2 separate regions of the Zea mays genome follow, and region 2 is linked to region 1. A link is a contact called in public Hi-C data. All regions are on one chromosome and are shown on one strand. The core of a region is the stretch at or near the end of the contact, and the rest is flanking DNA. Distances in the headings are between cores, read along the strand shown.

Region 1 (2,976 bases), core at 182-2,681:
TGATCTCCAGGACTACTGCCACCTCAAAACAATTCTGTTAAGCTGAGGCCCTTGATGTGTGAATTCAAATTGCAAGCACCCGATGAAGTGGGATCATTTCCCAGTCAAGCTATGTGATTGATTGTAGACTCTGTCTCAGAAAAGTGTATACATGTAACACTCAAAAACCTGTGTAAGCTGATAATTCACATCCGATCACATGGAATCAAATTCTGCAAAACAGAACAACAACGATGACAAAGCCTTTTAGTCCCAACAAGTTAGGTAGGCTAGAGTTGAAACCCAACAGAAACCACAAGTCAAGATCCAGGCACATAAATAGTTATTTTCCATGAACTCCTAAGTCCTAACAAGACTAAAACTTTAGGTATATTCCATTCTTTCAAGTCACATTTTATTGCCTCTTTTTGTGTCAATTTCGGTCCCTGTCTCTCTTCCTATTGCTGTCGTGCCTTAGGATTCCACGATGCACGGGTACCTCTCCGTTGGACAATCTTTTCAATTAGTTTATCCTAGCGTATCACGTACCGGACCCGATCTCTTGTATGGCCACAAATCCAATGTCGCATACATATTTTCGCAATATTTATCTGTTGAACATGAACATGTCATCTTCAGTAACAAGCATGACGCAAGAATGCCGGTTTTAGTAACAAGCATGTGCTACTGAAGCCTAATCTATTCTCAGGTCGATATGATCCAGAAGAAGAGAAGACATCGGGGCACGTCGCGAGCACACAAGAAGCGTTAGTAAGGAAGGGGAAATACGAATCGGACTAGGATTAAAGAGCAGCGAAAAAGGGATGAGAGCGGGGAAGGAGGCTTACTGACGACGGGGATGTTCTTGCACTCGTCGGCGGCGACGATCCTGGAGAGCAGCTGGATGCCGGAGAGGGAGGGCATGGCGACCTCGGTGAGGACAAGGTCGAACGCGTAGGCGCGCTCGCGCATGACCCCCCACGCCTTCATCCCGTCCGCGACCGCGGCCACTGCCGTCTCCCGGAGGGAGAGAGAGGAGTGAGAACGACGGGGTGCCGAGAATTTCCGTGGGGATTAACGACCGCGAGCTGGGGAGCAGTGAGGAGGGGAGGCGGCTCACCGCGGTAGCCGCACTTGCGGAGCAGCGCGGTGACGACCTGGCGCGTGGAGTCGTCGTGCTCGACGAGGAGGACCCGCAGGGAGCGGCGCGGGAGGATCTGGTCCCACCGCACCAACGCCCGCCCGTTCGCCGCGGACGCCGGGGACGACGACGTGCCGGCGCCCGCCTCTCCGTCACCGCCGCAGCCTCCCCCGGGAGCGACGGCGGTTGCCACGGCGGCGTCTACGTCGGGAGACATTCGATTGCTGCCGCGAGGAGGGGAGCGGAACGGAACGGAGCGGAGCGCAGCAGAGTAGGAGTCCGCTGGGCGAGGAGGCCCGCAGGAGGAGAAGGGGAGAGGGGAAGGAGCGGTGGGGAAAATATCTGAAATATTTTTTTCCCGTGCGGTGGGCGCCACGTCAGCGGCGACGGGGCGCGGAGCGAGAGGAGAAGGAGATCATCGTCGTGGATGAAATGAAAGCCGGAAGAGAAGGCGTGGGGTGGAAATGAAGGATGTGTTTGGTTGTCTGGTCCAGCCTGAGCCTGGCTCAATGAGAGGACCAGGCTCAAGAGAGCCCGCATGTAATGAGCTAACCTAATATGTTTGGTTGGCTGGTCAAAGTAAGCCTGGCCCATATGATATATTGTTTGGTTCTCATTTTTCTTAGCTTGGCCCAATTGGGTTACCACCAATTTTGATCAGTTAGATGCCGTTCCCGCCAAATTTCAAAATTTTAAGCGTTATTAGACAACTTACAACAGATTTGAACTAAAAATATAATTTTGATCCATAAATTGAACTATTTACAATCATCTAAATATGATTTACACCCATATATTACAACATAAACAGAAGCACAGGTTGAATCAGACAATCAAACATTTCACATGTTACAGGTGCTGCCATCTAATGTAAAGGAGACCAAAAGGAACTTGTCTACCATCAATCCTGCACTGTCATGATGAAAGGAGACCAAAAGGAACTTGTCTACCATCAACCTTTGTAAACAGATCATAAACAGATCATGGTAACCATAGCAACTTACCATTAGAGAAAAATGACAATGAATTACAATAATATGAATTACAATAAATCAAGGCATAACAAACAGAAGTAAATCAAACATAGTTGAACCTTCTGGTCATAACTTTGAACCTTCTGGACATGAGTTAAAGTTAGTTGTTTGTTAAAGTAAATCAAAACAGGAGGTTCTGGTAAACAGACATCACTGAACACCACTGCAGAAACACCAGGAAATATACCAGTTATGGTAACACTGCAGACTATACCAGGAAATATACCAGTTATTATAAACAGAACTATATTTACACCAGACTATATGGATGAAACACCTCCTGAACACCAGACTATACCAGAAATACCAGGAGTTTCAAGTGAAACTGGGACTATACCAGAAATATGAATGAAACACCAGGAGTTTACACCAGACTATACCAGAAATACCAGGAGTTTCAAGTGAAACTGGGACTATACCAGAAATATGAATGAAACACCAGGAGTTTACACCAGACTATGTTATTATAAACAGAACTATATTTACACCAGACTATATGGATGAAACACCTCCTGAACACCAGACTATACCAGAAATACCAGGAGTTTCAAGTGAAACTGGGACTATATCAGAAATATGAATGAAACACCAGGAGTTTACACCAGACTATATGGAATTATTAAACAGAAGAAAAGAATAAAAGAGTATTGAACTATAAACAGAAATTGCCTCAGAAATTGAAAGTTGAAACACCAGACTATGTTTATTAAACTGGGACTATAAACAGAAATTGAAAGTTGAAACAGAAGAAAAGAGAAGTCATGAGAATTGTATGAACTATAGTTTGCCTCAGTAATTATTATCAATTAAAATCACTTGATC
Region 2 (2,928 bases), core at 59-2,558, 650 kb before region 1:
TCAACTGCCCCATCACTCCCAACTAAAATGTGCAAGTTTAGCCCTTTGACAGTACTTGAGCAATTATTGCAGCGTTTACCTCGAAGATTGGATTTATAGCCACATGTCGTCAACTGATTGGCAAGCTTCTCACCCAGCTGCTCCTTCCAATCCTGAACAACACTATCCTCGGGCACTGCCCAGACGACTGCCATCTCAGTGGCAAGGTTAACAGTTGCTGACCGTACCTGGGGCTGAAAAATCCAAGCACATACAGAGTTACAAACACTACTAGAAACAGTAGAGAGCTAACAAGCACTTTGGCCAAAAGCTCTACATCTAAGGCATGCTGATCTAACTTAGCTTACCTCACTCTCCAGAATACGTTTCACGCTTGCTGCGCATCCACCACACGACATTCCCTGCAACGAAGCTAATCAAGTGGCTAATACAGCTACAGATTACAAGGTGGTCAGAAACTGTAGCATGTAAGGACAAACATGCATGCAAATGATAACTTATAGGGTTTTTTTTCCCAGAACAAACACTAGTTGGTTGGAGGTTCTAGTGATTGTCCCAGAAACGATGCTGTTTAGATGGGTTGTTGACACAAGAGATAATCCAGCAGGTTCTACCACCAGTAGCATTAGTGGTTTGTTTGCTGATTCATGATTGTATGAGAATGTTTGTTATGTTATGGCAATCCGAATTCTAAATATGAAAAAACTGTTACAAGTGGGTAAAGTAACAATCCGTGTAGCCAAGTATTCAAAAAGTTGTAAAAAGATCCTTCTATGCCACACATGATATGGTATTTTGTTTAAGAGCGGAAGGTGGTCAGTGTCTACTCGTCGTACTACAGCTACAGGAATAGCCATACCCCAACGTCAAGGACGATGACATCGGCTCCCTGCGCTGCCGCTTCCTCCACCACACCCGCTCCCTGGGAAGCGCGCGGGCGCTTCCAGCCGTCGCCACCACCACCGCCGTCACCATCACCGTTCCCCCGACCGCCTCCGCCGCGGGGCGGACCACCCGAGGCGAGAGGCGAGGCAGAAGAGACACTCGCGAACCACCGCCGAGGCGCCGCGGGGGGTCCGGGGCCGCGGAGCGCGAGCCGCGCGAGCGAGATGAGGAGGTCGCCCGGCACGGAGGACGAGGAGGGGGCAGACGCGCGGGCGGCGAAGAGGGAGCGGCGGCGGTGCGGGGCGAGGAGGAGGAAGGGCTTGGTGCGGGAGGAGGCGAAGGCCTTGGAGAGCGCAAGGACGGGCGTGGTCGGGTCCATCGTCGTGGAGGGGAAGGGAGGAGGCGGCTGGGCCTAGCTAGCGGTGGCGGCGGCTGTAGCGTGTAGCGGTCGGAGCATTGGCGTTGCTCGCGGCGGGGATGAGTTGCGTCCTAAGTCCTGACTGTTGCCGAGGTAGGCGGCGACGGCAGAGTGGTCTGGTGACTGACTGGTGTAGTGGTGCCGCCGTGGGCCGAGGGGGGGTGGATTGGGTTGGTGCGTGCACTGCAGTTCTGCTGCCCAACGGGAACGTCAGCTGTCGTAGCCAGTGCTGGGAACATGGGAAAGACTTTTCGATCTAGCACGAGCATGACTCGAAAATAAGAGCCTAAAATATGACCCGATATGAAATAATATGGTTTGAACTAGCATGATCCGAAGCCGGGTCTGAGCCAGACCTCAAATTTCAGCCCGTCGAGACCCCGGCACGACCCGCATAGATGGGTCGAGCTTAGTCTGACACGGCCCAATTAAGCCTAATATGTTTAATTTTTTTAATTTAGTAAGGTATCGACTTTATATTATTGTTATATTTGGAGTTTGTGTGGTTAAATGATGCTAGAATTGTTTAATATCTTTAATTTAGTAAGTTATAACTTTACATGGCTGTAATATTCTGATTTTATGTGGTCAAATATACGGGTCGGGCTTGGGTCGGCACCGGCACGATGAAGGCACGACGTGGTTTAGGACGGGCTGGACCACTTTTTTTACACTTCGGGCTGGCACGACACGACCCAAAAGTTTTTTGGACTTTTCTGGCCCAAACCCGTTTGGCACGAAGCACGATGGGCTTGGACCGGACTAGCCCAGCCCAATTCCCAGCCCTAGTCGTAGCGCTAAGTGCCACTGAACGTGTCTTATTTCAAACCATTTATTTAAAATTTCGATTTAAATAATAAAATGTACTGCTACCACCACCAAAAAATTGTATCGATAATGCTTACACGCACGCGGGCATCCGATCTCAACATGTTGATTTGAAAAAGAATTTGTGGTTAGAATAAGCAATATCGATATGTTCGCCAAACTGGTGTGAAAGAATGGCATGCGCAAGTCAAAGGAGCCTGGTATTAAGGTTACAAGACAGAGGAAGAATGCCCTGTTCACTGCAAGTACATCAAGTTTATTGCACAACCAAGGATATCATTATCATTGTTCAGATCATCGTTATTATCTTAATTTTATTGCACAAGCTTTGTGTAATTCTTTGCTATAATATTGAGCCCATGAGAGTATGAGACTAGCTGTGGTATGAGTCAGGAGCGGAAGCGGAAACAGTTGAGAGCCCGTTCGGTTATACTGGAATAAGCCAGGATTCATTCCAGCTCATCAAAATTTATATAAATTAGAGAAGTAATCTGACTAGAAATTAATCCGGTGCTCCAATCCGGAACAACCGAACAGGGCCTGAGGGTATTTTCCAACCATATTTGACCATATTTGATCGAGATAATCCCGTTTATATCCCGTAGTCAGGAGAATATATTGTAGCTTCATCACTTGATATATGAAAGATAATTTAGCACATATTGATGGAGAAATTCAACTCAAAAGAACCTCCTGCGAGCTCCTAGGCCCACCATCGCCCACGACAGTTTACAGCTGAGGGCTGAGAAGACCGGCCGGCTGGTTCTAAGAAAATATGGTAACCGAAATGAAAGAGG

What was found. A called contact is a pair of places that touch in the nucleus more often than the background predicts.
Region 2: a Hi-C map of tassel shows a contact between it and region 1, with 2.6 times the contacts expected there. The contact joins the promoter of LOC100381708 here to the promoter of LOC100381775 in region 1. A contact is called at or near these places in 2 of 25 Hi-C or Micro-C datasets (ear and tassel).

Annotation. Positions count from the first base shown.
Region 1 is chr4:202,572,541-202,575,516 of Zm-B73-REFERENCE-NAM-5.0, reverse strand. It overlaps LOC100381775 (Two-component response regulator-like APRR9), which reads right to left and starts at 1,431. Exons shown (of 8, transcript NM_001355470.1): 1 at 1,100-1,431; 2 at 828-989. The coding sequence starts at 1,337.
Region 2 is chr4:203,221,771-203,224,698 of Zm-B73-REFERENCE-NAM-5.0, reverse strand. It overlaps LOC100381708, which reads right to left and starts at 1,308. Exons shown (of 17, transcript NM_001361524.1): 1 at 860-1,308; 2 at 348-401; 3 at 80-233. The coding sequence starts at 1,264.